5 separate regions of the Sus scrofa genome follow, and all the other regions are linked to region 4. A link is a contact called in public HiChIP or PLAC-seq and promoter capture Hi-C data. All regions are on one chromosome and are shown on one strand. Each heading gives the region's core, a stretch centred on a gene start, on an enhancer-like site or on the middle of the called end of the contact. The rest is flanking DNA. Distances are from core to core; before and after follow the strand shown.

Region 1 (3,954 bases), core at 845-3,344, 93 kb after region 4:
CTCGCAAGATGGGTGTGCCAATTAGATGAGGTCACACCAGATCGCATGGAACTTATCTACAGCAGTAATGATTTTCCTTGTTCCCTTCCTCTCTCCGAGCCCAGGATCGGTTCCACTTTCACCTCTCTGCCTTTTCTTTGGCCCTCCGTCCTCCTGCCCTCTCTCTGTGCTCAGCCAGGGGAGATACCGGAGCCACACAAGTTCAGAGCTGGGAGAAAACTCATTTTACAGATAGGGAGAGTGAGGCTTAGAGAAGCCAAGCAACTTACTGAAGGTCTCACTGCCCCGTTGGGACCTAGCTGTCTCCCAACTCAGGATATGCTCCACAACGCCCTCCCTTACTGAGAATGAGTTTCTAACCTCACTCGCCAACCCCGCTGCGGCTCCGGAATAGCACGACTCCCTGGGTTCTGAAAGGGGTGTTAACCCTTTGCTGCCCGGAGCGTTCCTTGGCCTCGTGGCCGCGATGAATCTGAAAGGGGTACCGGATGAGAGGCAGAAAGGGAGTGATCTTGCGCCCGGTCCAGACTCGCCCTGTCTCCCGAGAATGGCACGCTGTGACCCCGAAACCCGGGCACCGCGCCTCACCTGCCGCAGCTGCTCGGATCGCAAACTCACTTCCTGCTTCCGGCTCCCCCATTCATTGGGCTCCGCGAACTCCGCCCCCACCCGCCAATTGCCGGGCCTCGGGGCTCGGATGGGCGTCGACTCCAGCCAATAGGCGCGCCGAGGGGACCTCCGCCGGCACGCCGGCTTCCCGCCCCCAGGCGCTACGGGGCCCTGCGCGGCATGGCCCTGCGGCCTTGGCCTCTCGTCCGCCGGGGGCGCTCGCGCGGGGGTCAGGAGTCTCCCGTGGCCGGCCGGGTGGTGGCCTAGTTACGACAGACTGGGCTGACCAGGTGCCCCGAGTCCAGGCCGGGCGGCGTGGCTGGCACGGACAGGGCACCGGGGATTTCCCCACAGAGAGTCCTGATCCCCGCTCTCTTGGGGGGTTTTCTGCGTCCTCCAACCTCTGTTTTGTTTGTAGGAACCTGCCCCTTGGGAGTGATGCCCCTTCCTCAGTGGATTCAAGGGCCGGGGATGGAGACTCTTCCGAGACTGTATTGCCTTCCGCGGGCTCCTGCCAGGGCCGAGTTGGTCCCACTGTGCGGAGATGCGGAGAAACGCCCCCGAGTGCTTCCCTGCGCCGCTTGCCACCAGCCTGGAGGGGCAGCAGCTAAATATCATCGAGCCGCAGTTTCCTCAGTAGAAAGCGGCAAGGGGCTTAGGAGTTTGCCGGTGCTTGCCGGGTTCCCGATGGGTGAGAAAGGCGCCTGTGACTGGGAAAGTTTGCTCAGGGTAGAGTCCATCCTGAAATCCGCTCTTGCATGTCTGGACAGACTCCCAGGAGGCTGGCCTGAGTGGGGAAAGGTTTGCGGAAGTGCCTAGTGACCAGCCTGGGCCCAGTGCAGAATACTGTGAGGGTCCCAGGTCAGAGAAAGGGGCAAAGCCAGGCCATCTAAGGTGGAATCAGGCTTCCACTGCCTACTGGCTGAGTGTCCTTGGAAAGGTCACTTTACCTCTCTGAGTCTTGACTTCCTCAGCCAAAACACCGAGCTGAAAATTGTCTTTACTGGAGGGATGTTGAAGGCTTGAGTAAGGTACTGACAGGGTAGTGCTGCCCCCTAGTGTTGTGCAGAGAGGACTGGAGGAGAGAGGACACCTGAAATCCACAGACCTTCCTTGCCGGGCTTTGCCACACTTGTGTCTATGCCCAGAGTTAGCAGCCGCCCACCACTGGTGCTGGTTCTCATTCACAAAAGGTGTTCAAGGCCCTGCTGAGCACAACCGTGCTGCTAACTGGTGATTTTGATGGTAATTATCACTATAGGGAGGAACTCAGAAAATAGCACCCCCCTCTTTTCTGTGCCTCAATTTTCACTGTCTTTAAAATGGGTGTAAAGCCTTCCCTGACTTGGATAAAGGAGGTAGTGCTGCTCATTGCCACCAGGGGGCAGCTTAGGCCAAGGAAAGATTCCAGTACTCCATGGAGCACCCCCAACCAAGCTGCTTTTTTTTTGCTTTTTAGGGCCACACCCATGTCATATGGAAATTCCCAGGCTAGGGGGCTAGGGGTGGAATACATGCTACAGCTCCTGGCCTATGCCAGAGCCACAGCAACACCAGATCTGAGCTGCATCTGTGACCTCTGGGCAACGCCGGATCCTTAACCCACTGAGCGAGGCCAGGGATCGAACCAGCAACCTCATGATTCCTAGCCAGATTCGTTTCCGCTGTGCCATGATGGGAACTCCCCAAGCTGCATTTTTAATCATCACAGCTAATACGAGCACTTCCTGAAGTACTGTGCTAGCGGCTTGACTTGGAGGATCTCATTACCTATTGTACATATGGGGAAAGTGAGGGTAATGGTTGTACTGACTTCCCTAAGGGTCCCTAGGAAGTCCTCGGGTGTTCCTAAAGTGGGGTCTAGACCTACTTAGACCTAACGACACAGTATCCCCCCACGTGCCCCAACACACACACACACACACACACACACACACAGTATCACATGGTCCACTCCCTGGAGTCATGACCATCCCCAGCCTTGGCTCTTTCCCATGAGAATGAAGAGGGATAGGTGAGAAAGTAACATTCAGTACATACAGGCAGTTCCCATCATGGCTCAGTGGGTTACAAACCCGACTAGTATCCACAAAGATGCGGGTTTGATTCCTGGCCTCGGTCAGTGGGTTAAGGATCTGGCGTTGCCATGAGCCATGGTGTAGGTCTCAGATGCAGCTTGAATCCTGTGTTGTTGTGGCTGTGGTGTAGGCCAGCAGCTGCAGCTCCAATTCAACTCCTGGCCTGGGACCTTTCATATGCTGCAGGTGTAGCCCTAAAAAGCAAAAAAAAAAAAAAAAGTACATACCATGTTACGGGTACTCTCCATACATTCACAACCATCTGGTGATGCAGGGAATGTTAGTCCATTTAACAGTTAAGAAGACTGAGGCTTCAAGAGTTGGAAAGGAGCAGAGCTGAGCCAAGGCCAGGGCTGTCTGGCCCCCCTCCACCAACATGTCTGAGTTCTTCCCCTATCTAGTTCCCAAGAAAGTGAGATGAAATCTAGGAAGAATTGAGTTCCTACTGCTCCGGATGTGTGTGCGCGTGTGTGTGAGAGAGAGTTGCAGTGTCTCCACATCCCCCCAGCATCCCATCTGGGTTCCCCCTCTGCAGCAGCAGGATGCTCTGGAATCAAAAATCTGATCACGTCCTCTTCTCACCACCAGCACGCATCCCCTGTCCTCTCAACAGCCCCAGGTGTGGTCTCTGTGGCTCCAACCAGCTGCGTGGATTGGGCCAGGTCCCTTCCCTCGGAATCTGTTCTCCCTCAGGCTCTGTCTTCCACTGGGGAAGATGCCCACATCAAGCTGGTACTCTTTTGATTTTTCCAGAATCTCCATCTACCTGTCTTTCCAGCTTTCTTGCCCCAGGAAAGGCCTGGAGCAACCCTAGCAGCACGCTGAGCTTGCCTTGGCTCTCAGACAGAGGTGACACTTAACCCAGGTGAATAGGGATCCTGTTCAGACTTGGACTCCATGGCAACCAAGGTCCCCCAGACCCCAGCCCCATGTCCCCACCCCTCTTTCTTCCTTTCTGCCCCTCCACACCCAGCTCATTGGTTGTCAAGCGTCTTCCTTGCTGCACTTTGGCCCATGCTGTCCCCTTACCTGGGCTGCCCTCCCACCCCATCCCTCCCCGTTCAAGGAAAGCAGCCCAGTGAGACGGAGACGGAAGGCTCCGAGGCCAGGCGGGTGGTGTGGATTCAAATCTGACTTGGCCACTTTCTAGCTGTGTGACCTGGAGCGTGTGCTTTAATCTCCCTGTAACCAGAAATGGTAACATCTCCCTCCCTGGGTTACGGTGAGGATTAAATAACAAACCCTCTGCCAGGCAGCGATCGGTGCC
Region 2 (3,533 bases), core at 192-2,691, 110 kb before region 4:
CTAGTTCTCTAGCTAGGGAGGGAAAACTCGCCTTTCAATACATATGACAAACGAAACTTAACTAAGTTAGCCTCTTAGAGCTACTCAGCTCTGCCATTTTTAGTCCTCCGTTTCCTCACCAATGAATAATGTTTGCAATTTAAAAATTTTTAATTATGTTTAAAAACTCTACAAAGAAAGATTAGGTTTGCCTAAAATGTGGCGCGCCCGTATTTCTCAAACGTTCTCCCAAGCGGCCGTAGAGGATGGCCAGGCCTCTGAGAAAACCGCCTTTTAGCGGACCCAGTGAGATAACCCTTTGTCATCAGCCACTGCCCTCCTCCCCCACCCCCATGGCCCAATAGCACGATCCATTGTGATGCTTAGTGACTCTCCCGGGCTTCTGATTTCACCCAGGCAGTGGTTGCGTCCAGAGCCCTTCTGACGCAGGAGCTCCGACCCGCCACCTTCCAGGGTGGTGATTGGCTACCGGGGGGCAGGGGGCGGGCTGACCTCCGCGCCGCAGCGCCGTCACCAGCTGGCCCCGCCCCTGTATCGGGGCGGCTGGGAGCCGAGCCCCGGGCAGCCATTTGTATGCGGCCGCGGGATTGGTCGCCCGGCTCCCGCGAGGGGGAGGGGAGGGAGGCAGCGCGCACTCGCGCGTGCGTGAGCTGGCGCGCGAGAAAGGGCCCGGTCCCGCCGAGGCTCGAGCGGCCGTCGCCATTTTGTAGGGTTCTCTCTGACGCGGGAGCCGCCGCCACCGCCGCCGCCACCCGGAGGTGCGAGGGGTTCTTGTGGGTGTGTGGGGGGCCTGGGAGCGGGCCGGGCCGGGTCTCTGGCGGACGGGGACGGCCTAGGGTTTGCCGTTCTCCTCACACTGCAAGAGGTCCGGGAAGACAACGGGAGGAGGCGGGGCCGGGTCTCCGGAGGGGGCGGGGCAGGGGTCAGGTCGAGTCTTTGTTGGGGCGAAGGAACTGGAGTTGGGCCGCTTGAAGAGGGGTGGTCCTAGTTTGGGGCCAAGGAGGCCTTTTTATTCCTAGAGTATCGTGAAAGGTGATGCTGCACGGAGGAGAGGTACCCAGATTTCCCTCCAAAACCGTTGTTACCAGGGACAGTCAGATAGATGCCTCTTGCTCCCAGCTTGGAGTCTTCTCGTACCTGCTCCCCCAAAAAGAGTTTTTTAAACCAACCCTGTGCTTAGAATGTGCCTCATTTTACAGAGATGTTGGACTATGCAATGCATGCTGACACCCGCTCTGTTTGCACATTACACAGAGCTTACACTACTCTTTCAAAGCAAATCTTTTCCCTCCGCTCTTGGAAGAATAATGAATGTCTATGTGAGGATCTTGAAGATGCCAAGAACTTCGGAGGATTAATCCAAAATGCAGTGTACCGAAAATTTCTCCTCCACTGCTAACTTTTGGAAATTTCGTTTCTTTTCTCCCAGGCTCTTGTCAGGATGGTAAAGCTGTTCATTGGGAACCTGCCCCGGGAGGCCACAGAGCAGGAGATCCGCTCACTGTTCGAGCAGTATGGGAAGGTGCTGGAATGTGACATCATTAAGAACTACGGCTTTGTACACATAGAGGACAAGACGGCGGCCGAGGATGCCATTCGCAACCTGCACCACTACAAGCTGCACGGGGTGAACATCAACGTGGAAGCCAGCAAGAATAAGAGCAAAGCTTCAACCAAGTTGCATGTGGGCAACATCAGTCCTACTTGTACCAACCAAGAGCTTCGGGCCAAATTTGAGGAGTACGGTCCAGTCATCGAATGTGACATCGTGAAAGATTATGCCTTCGTACACATGGAGCGGGCAGAGGATGCGGTGGAGGCCATCAGGGGCCTTGACAACACAGAGTTTCAAGGTGAACTGCCCTGGGGCCTGGGTGGCGAGAGTGAGTGGGGTCTAGTTCTAGACAGAGGCAGAAACACAGGACCATGGGTCTGGTAGGGTGGTGTCTTCCATTCTATTTCGGTTGGAAATAATAGATTGTATGTTTACCACACTTCAGCACAACTTACTCTTGGAGAAGCAAACACTTCTCCTTTTCACCTTTGCCAAGATGTTCCTCAGCAACTTTGTAGAATCTCAAACAGTGGGGGTTACCTTATCCTGCAGCCTTCATTCACTTAAGTGCTGTTGGAGGTTTAATCTGCCTGGGCCAATGAGTACCTCATGGGAGAGGGGAGGACGAAGGCCTGTGGCTTACCTGCTTCTTTTATGATATGATGGAAAGTGTTATATTAGAGAATTTATTTAATTTTTTGGACTGCGGCCACAGCATGTGAAAGTTCCTGGGCCAAGGATCGAACCCACACCACAGCAGTGACAATGCCAGATCCTTAACTTGCTGAAGCACCAGGGAGTTCCTTTTAGTTTTATTTATTTATTTATTTATTTTTTGAGATTTTAAATGGTTAAGATTTATACTCTTTACTGCTTTGAGGTATGAGTTATGGGAAAGGAGAACCGAGACATCTAGAGGTGTTCCTGGTGGTGACTCTGGATTAGCTCTTTGCTCAGATTTGCTCAGTACTGTGAACTATACAAGCAGGTCCAGAGACCATGGCAGGGACTAGACTGTTCCACTTACTGTTATTTAACTCGAAGGGAAAAAAAGAAAATTTCTAAAAATATTAGGTTGAATGGGAGTGATGGTCCTGCTTATGAGATTTGCAGTAAGGCTGCTGTATTATTTATGTTATTAATAAAGGTACATATGTTGTCGTTAATGCCAGGAGGTTGTCTGAAGACTCTAGAACTGTGCTCATGTGGTAGCCACTAGCCCCATGTGACTTTTAAATTGAAATGAAATTTTAAGATTTGGTTTCTCAGTTGTGCTGCACACCTTTCAAGCATTCAGAGTCATATGAGGCTAGCGGTTGCTGTATTAATGCAGATATGGAACATTTCCGTCATCACAGAAAGTTCTGTGCATAGTGCTCTTCTACAAGTTTCTTGTTGACAGCATCATCTTGGACAACAGGTTTACAGCCACTTTTCAGGTTTGTAAATTAAGACCTTTTTTCTCGAGTGCCGCTAAAGGGGTTGTTAACACTTACTCAAGAGTCCTCTACTAAACCTAGAAAACAGAAAAGAAATGGAAAGGAGAAAAAGGTGACCAGAAAAGGGTAAGAAAGTTTACCAGTAGTAGAGATTGCAAATAGTGTGTCAGATATCTCTGCCTCAGCCAGTGGTGCCCTGGCCTTTAGCTACTCTTTAAAGCACAGGCAAAAGTTGTAACTTGTGTAACTTTGGGCAAGTGTCTTAATCTTGCTGTGTTTCATTTCCCCACTTAGAAAGGAGAGTTAATGACCCCTGCCGTACCTCCCTCACAGGATGATAGTGAGCCCAGAATGAGGTGCTAGGCGTGAGAGTGTTTTGACGTGAAAACACTGTATGATGAAAGGTGAGGGGTTCCCTTCATGGCTCAGCCGTTAATGAACCCGACTAGGAACAATGAGGATGTGGGTTCGATCCCTGCCCTCGCTCAGTGGGTTAAGGATCTGGCGTTGCTGTGGCTGTGGTGTAGGCTGGCAGCTGT
Region 3 (3,985 bases), core at 1,292-3,791, 91 kb before region 4:
TCCTAGGCCAAGGATCATATCTGCAACTGCAGCAATGCCAGATCCTTTAACCCACTGTGCCAGGCCAGAGATCAAACCTGTGCCCTGGTGCTGCAGAGACCCCCATCAATCCTGTTGTGCCAGCAGGGACTCCAGTATCATTCAATTTTTCTAAATTATTTTTGAGGAGTTCCCCTTTAGCGCAATACTGCAGCAGCTTGGGTCTCTGCTATTGTGCAGGTTTGATCCCCTGGCCTGGGAACTTATGCATGCCACAAGCACAGCCAAAAAGAAAAAAAATACCTATTTTTTGAAAAGTTTTTTTTAAAAAAGTGACTAGCACTATAGATATGAGATTTGCCTGAGATGTAACAGGCCAATCCCCTAATCATGAAGCTGATGTTTTGTTTTAAAGGAATACTGCCTTAAAGATAGGAAAAGAACCATGCATAAGTATATGTGATTCAAGGGGGCAGGAGTTATTTAAATCCCTGAGGTTGACTGACTAAAGCTTTCCAGAGGATCGGTTGTGCCTCTCCCACCCTAACATTGCTGAGCACCTGTGAGCCAGGCTCTGCCTAATGGCTTTACACCAGGCACCACTGAGTGCTAAGGGGTCAGGGAGATGAGATAGGCCTCAGAAATCTTGAGAGGGGAAAATATGAACAAAACAGTAATTACTATAAGAAATGTAAAAGCACTATGAGAGTTCAGAGGACAATTATATAATTAAACTCCAAAGCTTTTTTGGGGGGGAGGGACCCACACCCACAGCATGGATGTTCCTGGACCAGGGATCAAACCCATCCCGCAAGAGTGACCCAAGCCTCTGCAGCAACAACACTGGATCCTTAACCCACTGTACTGCAAGAGAACTCCAAGAGAGTTAACTTTTTTCTTAAAGCTTATTCTTTATGCCTTAAGATTAAAACTCTCTTTTCGTATTTCTTTCCTTTGAAATAAAAATATACTTATCAGGGAGTCCCCACTGTGGTTCAGTGGGTTAAGAACCAACAGTCTCCATGAGGATGGGGGTTTGATCTCTGGCCTCGCTCAGTGGGTTAAGGATCTAGCATTGCCACAAGCGGTGGTGTAGGTGGCAGATATGGCTCAGATCCGGTGTTGCTGTGACTGTGGTACAGGCCTTAGCTGCAGCTCCTATTCGACCCCTAGCCTGGGAACTTCCATAAGCCATGGCCATAAAAAAAATAATAATACACACACACACACACACCAGTCCACAAAGAGAATGAAATATTTGTGAGAGATGATGGCCAACATGTCCCTGTCCCATTTTGGAGAAAAAAATGAATTAATACCCAAAATACCCAAGGCCTTCCATCTCCATGGATTTCTTCCTGGACAGTCAGCTATTTAGGATGAAATTCTGGGCACCATGCAAGCAAGGACCAGCCACAGCAGCAGCATTCTGACACACTTCAAGTACAAGGCAAAATAAACCCCAGCCTGATTTAAATGTTGTTGCCAGGAGAAAAGCATCCAGGTCCCCCTAGGTGGTGTCTCAGAACTCCCTGACTTCTACTGCAACACCTTCCCTGCAGAGACAAAGACCCATTGAGCCACAGCTCCAACTTGGCAATAGCTTAGACTACTGCAGTCCAAGTCCTGCTCTTTTTAGGCCTGAGACAGCCCCAAATCTATACTTTCCTCTAACTGCCAGCCACACAGTGAAGTCAGTGTGGCATAGAAAGGGCACTCAATACACTGCACAGAGCCTGTCCACAAGGCAGGAAAGGAGGGTTAGTTGGCTGCAAGATAGCCCTGAAAAGGGAAACAACTTGCCTAAGACTGCTCTCATGGCTTGTTAGAATTTGGCTCACAAATCTGGTTCTCTGAGATATTTAGGAGGAGGAAGGAAGAAATAAAAATACATTCCTAGGAAGAGTTGTCAGCTCTGTCAGAAAAATCCATCTCAAGGCTTTAAGATCAAGGCTCTATTGCCGAGAAGTGCAAGAAATGAGAGATCAGCCACAGGAACCCACACATGGAAAGGTTGGCAAAATGATCTCAATCAGTAGTGCCTTAGGTTTGCAGGCCTTCTGAGGATCCAGGCAAAATTTAAATCGCACAATTATGGCGCTACAGGTTGAAGGACTCACTCCGGTCATTCTCTCTACTAATCCACAAGAACCAATGAGGTAGCATCCTTTGGCTCCCCTGGTAAAGCCAGGGCAGTTAAATGACTTGCCCCTGCCCCCAAGGTACATACACAGTAGGTGATTCCTACTGTGTGCTCACCACAGCAGAGAGATGAAGAAAGAAGCTACTGAAATGGAGAAGAGCAGCTGGCAGAGGCACCCAGTAGTCCTAAGGCTAGACCCTATTGAGTCTATAAGGAGGGGGTGGTGACGGGGTTAGCCTCTGCATTTGGCAAGGTGAACTACATTTCCAGCAACAGTGGTCCTGGCCCACCCTTGGCTCTGACCTGAGAGGCAGGACAATGGCTATGAGAATTAGGAAAATGAGTGGTTAGGGAAAGGCCCTCCCCACCCTAAGCACCACTATCCTCCTTCTACACTGCGGCATGGCCAGTGGTTTCAGGGCTATGTTGGTGAATCACACCAAGCCTCTCCATAGGACGAGAGTTTGAGGAACCTGGACGAAGACCATCTAAGCTGGGCACGTGGCCAACACCCCAGGGACCACAACGCTGTTGCCACCTTCCCCACCCCTACCTGGAACAGAACAAGGTGATTCACGATCAAGATGAGCAGAGGAGGAGGCTCAGAGATTTGGACCCTGCAGGGAAGTCAGAACTGGGACTGGACCACACTGTAACAGGCCTCAGGACACTCACTAGACTAATGGCTGAAATTTAGGCTCTGGAGCTCGAGGGCCAGAACTTAGATACAAGCTCTTTCTGTGGCCTTAGACATGCTACTTAATTTCTCTGAGCCTGTTTCATCATAAAATGGGAATTTTATTGTGTGAAGTAAATGTAAAGCACTCAGTTCGCTATTACTACCACAAACTGATGTGTGCAAGCAAAAGAGAAGCTTCCACTCTATTCTTGAAGGGAGTTACAGGGAGGGAGCTGTCATCACTCCTCCTTTGGTCTTCAAGGAACCCAGCCCCCGCCGCCCCGGTTCTTGCCCACTGTGGAACCTAGACATACCCACTCAAGCTTCGCCTTTAGGGATCACCAATCTCCAAGCTAAAGGGCCTTCCTAGGTTATCATTTCCACCACCTCTGCCTTTTTTTTTTTTTTTTTTTTTTGGCTTTTTAGGGCCACAGCTATGGCACATGGAAGTTCGCAGGCTAGGGGGCAAAAAAGCCATGGCCATAGCCATAGCAACTTGGGATCTGAGCTGCATCTGTGACCTACACCACAAGCTCATAGGAACGCTGGATCCTTAACCCAGAGTGAAGCCAGGACTCAAACCCGCATCCTCATGGATACTAGTCGGGTTCATTACCACTAAGCCACAATGGGAACTCCTTTTTTTTTAAACGTCTGCCTTTCTTGACGGCTGACATATAGAGTAGAGCACAACTCTAACCCTAATGGGCCATCTGGGAATCCTCTGGTCCTACCCAGGGCCTGGTCCTGTGCTGGCACTCAGTTTCTTGAGCAACTGATAACTGCTAAGGCAGTGAATGATGGGGACAAGGGTAGAGGATAGTATGTTCCTAAGAGAAGCACAACATTCAAATAGCTTATATATAAATACACATTATTAAATGCCCATTACAAGTCAGACACTGTTGCCAGGCACTGGGGCAGCCCCCTTACTTACAATTTATGAGGAAAATATTCAACGCATGAGTAAGCAAAGAAACTAAGTACCACAAAATACACAAACTGGGCACAATGGTAGGGAAGAATGGGGGTGGGGGTGGGGAAGCATCTCTTAGAGGTTGTCAGGGACCTTCCTCTGAAGCTTGATCCTGAAGCGAGGACCTGAAGAGTAAATCAGCCCTGGAGTTCCCGCTATGGCGCAACAGGATTAGCAGCATCTTGGGACCACTGGGACACAGGTTTGA
Region 4 (3,876 bases), core at 229-2,728:
GCCCCTGCTTCACTATCCTCATGGGTAATTGTACAATTTTTCTCTTGAAGGTTGTTGTGAGAATTGCCCGAGATAACATATGTGTGACTTTTTTTTTTTTTTTTTTTCCCAGAGGCATATGGAGTTCCCAGGCCAGGAATCAGATCCGAGCCACAGTTTCAACCTAAGCCAAAACTGCAGCAACGCTGGATCCTTAACCCACTGTGCTGAGCCCAGGATAGAACCTGCGTCCCAGGGCTCCCAAGACACTGCTGATCCTGTTGCACCACAGCAGGAACTCCAACATGTGTGACTTAAAATATCCTTCCTTTTCCTCCATGAATTATAAGTATGTCTCTTGCCTCAGTCTGATGAGAAGATAAGTCACACTTTCTTCCAGACACTCATCAGGAGGCTCCAGTGTCCAGGGAACAGGCTTTGGGGAAGATGGTTTCCCACAAAGGTGAAATACGACAGACACCAATGTGGATCTCTGGAAATCTGGATCTAAGAAAAGTCCCAATGCCTCTCCCATAGCCGGTCACATCTTGGAGGAAAATTCCTTTCTCACCTGTCTCTCCACTACACTGGAAGCTTCCAATAGGCAGCACTATGCTTAGTGCATCTGCGCTTCCTCTTGTTGGGCCCTGGAACATAGTGGTGAATGCTTACAAAAGATCAGTCCCAGCCCCCTGCACTGTTTGCACATTTGCCTCTGATCCCCATAACAGCCTGAGGCACTGCCAGTCCAGAGAATATTAGGTGCCATTTTACTGATAAAAAGAGAGGAACCGGAGTTCCCGCCATGGCTCAGTGGTTAACGAACTTGACTAGCATCCATAAGGATGCAGGTTCGATCCCTGGCCTAGCTCAGTGGGTTAAGGATCCCCTGTAGCTGTGAGCTGTGGTGAGGTCGCAGACGAGGCTCAGATCCAGTGTTGCTGTGGCTCTGGCCTAGGCCGGCAGCTACAGCTCTGATTTGATCCCTAGTCTGGGAACCTCCATATGCCCTGGGTACGGCCCTAAAAAGACAAAAAAAGAGAGAGAAAAACGAAAGAGAGGATCAAGCTGTGAACTCAAGCTCTGAGGCCAACTCCCTGGGTTCAAGTCCGGCTCTTTCACGTAACAGATGTTTGGCAAAGCCATTTAAATTCTCTAAGCCTCCATTTCCTCACTGATTAGATGCGGGTAACACCTACTTCGCAGGATGGCTACCGTGATTAGAGAGGGATGGCATAAACCGTGTAACATATAATAAGCACGCAAGAAATGCCAGTTATTATTTCTATTCTCAGGCCAGCATCCTCTCCCCTCCCCAAACAGCAGATCCAAGACCTAAAAAGATTACTTCAAGGCTGCAACCCCGGGCCCCCTCCAGCCCCGGCTGCTGCTACGCCGCTTTAGGGTGCGATTGTAATTCCGCGCCTGCGCGGCCGGCGCGCCCCACGTGCCTCACGTAAACAACATAGTGCGCAGGCGCACCCCGCCGGCGCCCATTGGCCGGCGCCCCGCGGTCTCTGGAGCTGCGGGTGGGGGACGAGGGCCCTCCGGCTGCGGGCAGCTCCGCCCGGTCGGTTGGTCCGCGCGTTGCTTTGTGCGTGAGTCCGGGCCGCCGGTTTCGCCCTCGCCATGGCCCCCTGGCTGCAGCTGCTGTTGCTGCTGGGGCTGCTCCCGGACGCCGCTCCCGCCCCCAAGAAGCCCCGAGCGGCCGGCCCGCAGGCCAGGGAGCTGGCGTCCCCGGAGCTCCTGGCGCCCGCCCGCTTCGCCCTGGAGATGTACAACCGCGGCCGGGCTGCCGGGACGAGGGCCGCGTTGAGGGCCGTGCGCGGACGCGTCCGCCGGGTGAGGACCCACTCGGGGCGGGAGCTCTCCGGTCCGGAGCGAGCGGGGCCCTCGTCGGAGGGCTGGGAACTTGGGGCGAGGGCGTTGGACGCCAGACCTGGGGAGGGGGCTAAACTTGGGGCGGGGGCGTTGGATCTCTAGTGATTGGGAAGAGGAAGGGACATGGTGGATCTGTCGACCCAGTGAAAGCCGGACGAAGGAGGGAGTGGCTCTGGGTGCCTCATCCTTCCTTCCATCCAGGCGGGCCGGGGGTCGCTGTACTCCCTGAAGGCCACTCTGGTGGAGCCTCCCTGCAACGACCCTACCGTGTGCCAGCTCCCTATATCCAAGAAAACCCTGGTGAGTGATGGGGTTCCTGCGCTTTCCTGCCCCCGGACTGAGTCTGGCAGTCCTTTGGCTGATGGGTCAGGTTTCTAGAGGGAGCTTTTGAGGCCTCGGCTACTCCACCCTGAGTCCCTAACCAGGCCTGGACGGCTAGAGACCAAGATGCTGTGAAAGGGAGGGTGTCTGCCCGGCTCTCCACTCTGGGGGTGATTGCCTTGGAGCTGGTCTTCATCTGAGACCCCTCCAGCTCCTTCTTGCCGAGGCCTTGCTCCCAACCCAGTCCCCTGACTGGCTTCCTCATCTGCCTCCAGCTCTGCAGCTTCGAAGTCCTGGACGAGCTGGGAAAACACATGCTGCTGAGGCGGGACTGTGGCCCAGTGGATACCAAGGTTACAGGTGCTGGGACAGCCCAGGATGCTGGGAGAGCTCAGGTCACACCTCACCTAGGGTTCAGTCCTAACTCTTCTCTGTTGGAACCCTCTCCAGATGACACAAACGAGACTTTCAGTTCATTCCTCCCACTGTTGAACAAGGATCCCCTGCCCCAGGTGGGAAGCTGGCTGCTGCCTTATGTCCCCTCTCTTCCCCTCCCTGGTCAGTCTGAGAAGGACTCCTTGAAAAGACCCCTCTGCCTTTCCAGGACTTTTCTGTGAAGATGGCTTCGATCTTCAAGGAATTTGTCACCACCTATAATCGGACGTATGATACAAAGGAGGGTGAGGACCCAGCCTTGGCTGTAGCTGTCCCAGTCAGGTCAGGGCCTTCCCCCCAACTTGGCACCGTGGTGTTGGAGAGGGGAAGGGCACAAGAGATCCTTTCAAGGACGCCCTAAATTCCCGAGTTCTTGCTCAGCCTCCCAGGACCTGGCATCTGTCTCAGGTACCTGACCCCTTCTCCCATCTGGTTTTCAGAAACCATAGGTCTCCATCTTTCTGGATAAAGTGGGGTGGGGCAAAGGCCACATTTTCTCTGTTGGAGGACCCCCAGCAGGGTGGCCTTTGCCCACAACCTCCTGTCTGGGGGTGCCCTTAAGAGCCCGGGTTGGTTTTGTTTTCATAGCTGGCAAGTCATCACCCCAGTTCGTCCCCCCTCTTAACCCACTTGCAAGTCTGGCCCCCACCCCCACCTACCCCAGGGTGCCACCCTTTTTGAAATAAGCTTCAGGCCCGATCCAGAGCCCACCTTTGCCCCAGGGGAACTTCTGCCTCTTCTTATCCCCAAGCACCTCTCCTGCTAGGATCTGGGGCCCAAGCTTCTCCTCTCCTCTCCCCACAGAAGCCAGGTGGCGCATGTCCGTCTTCGCCAACAACATGGTGCGAGCGCAGAAGATCCAGGCCCTGGACACTGGCACAGCTCGGTACGGGGTCACCAAGTTCAGTGACCTTACAGGTAGGGGTGGCGGCCAGAGTCCTCATGGTGCCTGGAAGCGACAGGGCCTGCTCCCGAGGCCCCCAGCCAGGACCGGCTTCCAACGCTTTTCCCCATCCCCCGGCCCGCTCGGCCCGCAGAGGAGGAGTTCCGCACCATCTACCTGAACCCCCTCCTGCAAGAGGAGCCCGGCCGGAAGATGCGCCTCGCCAAGTCCGTCTCCAGCCTTCCTCCCCCCGAGTGGGACTGGAGGAAAAAGGGGGCTGTCACCAAAGTCAAGGACCAGGTTGGAGCCCTAGAAGCCAGGGTGGGAGGCGAGGCGTCTGGAAGGGGCCCCGCCTGACTCCACCGTCTCCGCAGGGC
Region 5 (3,862 bases), core at 502-3,001, 72 kb before region 4:
ACCACCACCTCTTCCATAGCTTAGAGAAGAATGTCCAAAAATTAGATATCATAAACTCTCCACAAAGCAGCCCTTGCTCCCAATTAAGTTGTTGACGCAAACTAATTCTCAACTTACCAATTAAAAAAGAAAAACAAACTAGACCTGAGAGACCTGTGACATTATTTCTTAGCAAAGCACAGCCAATACCCATGACACAGGGCACCCATTAACTTAAGAGAATGATGATCAGACTTCCAGGTCTAAGAAGGTTCAAGTTAAGAGAAGTAAATACCAAAGATGGCAGCAATGACTCTTAACAATTGAGTGTTGCTCAGGAGAAGGAGCAGCCACTGCCTTGTCTGGGCTAAAAAAAATATGTTAAAAATGTAACAAGGCATTGTGGGAATACCCCAAAATTTAGTAGTAGTTACACCAAAAGAGAAAGGCTTTTTTGACACTGGAAATCCAAAGTGAGTGAAAGAAGAGTTAGCAACTCACCATGGTTACCACCCCCTTCACTACTGCCACTCTGGCCATAGGAACTTCGATCTTAAAGCAAGAAAATAAAATACCTTCCAAATGAACTATCTATCCATAGTATCACTCATGCTCCCTTCCAGGCACACTAATAATTCATCTAACAAGGCTCCAAGACAACACCCATCCAAATGCTCTATTCACCAAGGATATTGAACCAGTCAAAAGGTATTGTCATCACTGCCCCCCAACTCAGAAACTCCTGAGATTAGCCTCAATTCTAAAGTGTTCTCATCCTCCAATCAGAACCTCTTAGTACAAGTGTAACAGAAAAACAGTAAGTACTATAGCTCTTAAAGACACTAGTTCTCTAAAAACTAGTTTAACAACTAATTACATTTACTGGGAAGCTGTAATTGGGATGAGGTGGGGAGTTTAACAGATAATCTTAACTCTTAAATAACATCGCTTAAGCCAGCTTTTGCCAGGTCCTCCAAATGCAAAATAACATGTGCTAAAGCAATAAATTTCAGAGTGGACCACTGCTATACGCTCCACTCAAAAAAAAAAAAAAAAAAAAAAAAAGACGACGACAAAACAACTAAAGAACTCTTCAGAGAAAAGGATTTCTGCACTAATAGGCATAAAAGCCTAGGGGCTCCAAACTATAGCCAAGTGGTTCTTCTCCTAGACTTGATTTGCTCTAAGTAAAGCCTCTAAACCACATGCTTTCTCCATTTTAAGTCCATCACCCACACTTAATCTTCACCATTAGCCTGCCAACAGCTGTATCTCTATCCTAGACCTCTTCCTTTACTTATCCAACCTATCTTCTACACAAAAACTTGTGCTCAGTCCTCTTCCCAAAGAGGGTGGTTCACCTTGAAACTCTGTGTTGTCAAGGCCTCTGATGGCCTCCACTGCATCCTCTGCCCGCTCCATGTGTACGAAGGCATAATCTTTCACGATGTCACATTCGATGACTGGACCGTACTCCTCAAATTTGGCCCGAAGCTCTTTGTTGGTGCAAGTAGGACTGATGTTGCCTACGTGCAACTTTGTGGAGGTTTTGCTCTTATTCTTGCTGGCTTCCACGTTGATGTTCACCCCGTGCAGCTTGTAGTGGTGCAGGTTGCGAATGGCATCCTCGGCCGCCGTCTTGTCCTCTATGTGTACAAAGCCGTAGTTCTTAATGATGTCACATTCCAGCACCTTCCCATACTGCTCGAACAGTGAGCGGATCTCCTGCTCTGTGGCCTCCCGGGGCAGGTTTCCAATGAACAGCTTCACCATCTCGGACACAGCCTAGGCGAGAAGAAACAAAAATTCTAACAAAAGACCTCAGGCCCACATCAGTTACCAATTTCGGTCTGACAAATATTGCCAGTTTTCCCCCTCTAACACACTTCACACGCACACCTCTACAACATCATCAAAAGGAAATGGAAATAAGGAGGCCCGTTAGACTTCCAGCTGTGGAACCTATAAAAACATGAAAGCATCTATAACAGAGCTCTTTAGTAGACATAGACAAAGGATTTGCTAAGAGTTTCGTAGTTCTTCCAAACGGGAATGGAAACGAAAAGTGAGGGCATAAATGTAGCCCGGGGGGGTGGTGTTACTGGGCTTCCTATCCACTGTAAAAAAGAAATCTCTAACTACCCTGCTAGCTGGATTGACCGTCTGAAATTATGAACTGGGTCGTCTTCTCATAACCAAAGAATTAGCCACCATTTCCGGAAAATTGGACCTTGTAATAGCTACGTTTTAGGGCTTCCCTTGGAAGCAGTGAACCGGTGCCTTAGGCCGGAGACCGAAGCGTTCGGGGACCACAGGAAGTGCTGGAGCGGGGAACGCCTCTCTAGGGGCGCCGTCCTACAAGCTCCTGCAGAATAGAGAAACGCATGGCCGGAGAAGGGGGCTTCAGACTCACCAGCCGGCCAACGTCTCGAGGCTTGAGAAATTCTCGAAAAAGGATCTTAATTTCTAAGTCTAAGGGAAGCGCGGTTATCTCCGTGGAAACCACGAGGCTGTAAGCCAGGCAGAGAGGGCTAGGTGGGGAGAAGGCAAGGTATTCTCTGAGGAGATCGTGGGGGAAGGGCTGCTTCAGGCTTACCGCGCAATGCCGAGCACCGAGGTCGTCTCTCAGTGACGGGTGCGGAGGCCACAACCCCACTAGGACAGCCCTGAGGCGCAAAGAAGGAGTTAAGATTTAACGAGACAAAAGAAAGGCAGTGGAGGGGTTCGGAGTCGCTCACCCGCACGAAAATCAGCAGGGGCTCTTCCTCGCGGCGCGGACGCTCCTGACAAAACGCTAAAATGGCGGCGGCCGCAGAAGTGACTCTGGGTAGAGGGAGGTGAGCCTATCACAGGATTGGCTGCTCAATAAAGTAAAAGGCAGGCGTTCCCGTAGATCCTCTTCCTGATTGGTTACCACGAATGCCAATTACCTGAGGCCGGGAAGAGGTGTAAACGTCAGTAACCCCGAAGCGTTTAGACGAAAGCCAATGAGCACCTCTCTCGAGAAGCCGAAGTCATTGATTGGGTGAGAGGTCGGCGTGAAGGCGGAACTACCAACGTGGGCTTCGCTGGCGGGGTTCCGCCCGCCATTAGGCGGAGCGAGTTAGAGCTCTGGTGTGGCGGTGTTTAGCTTCATGGCGCCAACTTTGTCAAGCTTCCACATCTCGCCAATCCACGTGCGCTCCGTTTTGCCTTCTCCTCCAAATTTAAACTCCCGAACACCAACCCCTTGCAGCCACGATGCTGCGGATGGTAGCTTACGCAGACCCAGAAACCAGGTAAGAAAACAGCGTCCCACCTAAAAAAACCAGCCTCCTCCTTTGGCCAAGAATTTACACCGGATCCCGGAGCAAACCCCGAATTGAAACTATTTTCATGGGTGGTAAAAGGAACGCTTAACGGGTTCAGCTTCAATTAGGGTATAAAGTCCCCGAGGCGGGCTCGGTTGAGGGCTGCATCACTCGGGAGGCACCGTGGAAGCAAGTTCCCTGGGGGAACCAACCTCCCAGGGTCCAAGACGAAGAAAAGACTCCTCTGTGTGACCGTGGAGATCGAGCAAACACCCCCACCCTGCCCTGAGGAAAAAACTGGAGCAGAAAAGTTTTTTGCTTTATTTTATTGGGCGCCATCAACCAAAGCTGTAGGTTTATAACTCCTAGAACCGATCTTAGAGGGAAGAGCCTAATCACAACCAGCTATAAGCAAAATACAGTAACAGCACTCTGGATCCAGAGTCCAGCTTCCCTTATCACTTTTCAAATCATCTTTTGGCTTCTTCACATAATACCATATTCATTGAACAAGCAATGATCCTTATGCAAAGCAGCTTTTGAAGAGGTTTTTTTGGGGGGGGGGTGTGGATGGAAGAACTTAAGATAGCACA

What was found. Promoter capture Hi-C pulls out the DNA fragments that hold promoters and counts their contacts. HiChIP or PLAC-seq counts read pairs in DNA pulled down with a chosen protein or histone mark.
Region 1: a contact with region 4 is called in an H3K27ac HiChIP or PLAC-seq map of alveolar macrophages. The contact joins the promoter of DPP3 here to the promoter of CTSF in region 4. A contact is called at or near these places in 2 of 47 Hi-C or Micro-C datasets (heart right ventricle and liver) and 1 of 2 datasets of contacts at active chromatin or transcription factors (alveolar macrophages).
Region 2: a contact with region 4 is called in a promoter capture Hi-C map of fetal liver, with 5 times the contacts expected there. The contact joins the promoter of RBM4B here to the promoter of CTSF in region 4. A contact is called at or near these places in 5 of 5 promoter capture datasets (fetal liver, fetal skeletal muscle, liver and 1 more), 32 of 47 Hi-C or Micro-C datasets (adipose tissue, alveolar macrophages, blood and 14 more) and 2 of 2 datasets of contacts at active chromatin or transcription factors (alveolar macrophages and skeletal muscle).
Region 3: a contact with region 4 is called in an H3K27ac HiChIP or PLAC-seq map of alveolar macrophages. The contact joins the enhancer-like site here to the promoter of CTSF in region 4. A contact is called at or near these places in 8 of 47 Hi-C or Micro-C datasets (adipose tissue, embryonic fibroblasts, fetal liver and 4 more) and 1 of 2 datasets of contacts at active chromatin or transcription factors (alveolar macrophages).
Region 5: an H3K27ac HiChIP or PLAC-seq map of alveolar macrophages shows a contact between it and region 4. The contact joins the promoter of RBM4 here to the promoter of CTSF in region 4. A contact is called at or near these places in 2 of 5 promoter capture datasets (fetal skeletal muscle and liver), 4 of 47 Hi-C or Micro-C datasets (embryonic fibroblasts, heart right ventricle, liver and 1 more) and 1 of 2 datasets of contacts at active chromatin or transcription factors (alveolar macrophages).

The regions. Positions count from the first base shown.
Region 1 is chr2:5,945,925-5,949,878 of Sscrofa11.1, forward strand. It overlaps DPP3 (dipeptidyl peptidase 3), which reads right to left and starts at 2,095. Exons shown (of 18, transcript XM_005654654.3): 1 at 589-2,095. The coding sequence starts at 640.
Region 2 is chr2:5,744,833-5,748,365 of Sscrofa11.1, forward strand. RBM4B (RNA binding motif protein 4B) reads left to right here and starts at 1,442. Exons shown (of 2, transcript NM_001123188.1): 1 at 1,442-1,853. The coding sequence starts at 1,442.
Region 3 is chr2:5,761,555-5,765,539 of Sscrofa11.1, forward strand. No RefSeq gene overlaps it. Among named protein-coding and RNA genes, the nearest start is that of RBM4B, 17 kb to the left of the region's middle. Within about 2 kb of position 2,542, at least 3 of the 83 cell types and tissues checked have an H3K27ac peak or open chromatin away from gene starts, as enhancers often do. A contact at or near this core is called in alveolar macrophages, where this site is marked.
Region 4 is chr2:5,853,605-5,857,480 of Sscrofa11.1, forward strand. CTSF (cathepsin F) reads left to right here and starts at 1,479. Exons shown (of 13, transcript XR_002341429.1): 1 at 1,479-1,821; 2 at 2,062-2,160; 3 at 2,457-2,541; 4 at 2,632-2,693; 5 at 2,786-2,861; 6 at 3,421-3,534; 7 at 3,654-3,799; 8 at 3,874-3,876.
Region 5 is chr2:5,781,429-5,785,290 of Sscrofa11.1, forward strand. RBM4 (RNA binding motif protein 4) reads right to left here and starts at 1,752. Exons shown (of 2, transcript NM_001123187.1): 1 at 1,341-1,752. The coding sequence starts at 1,752.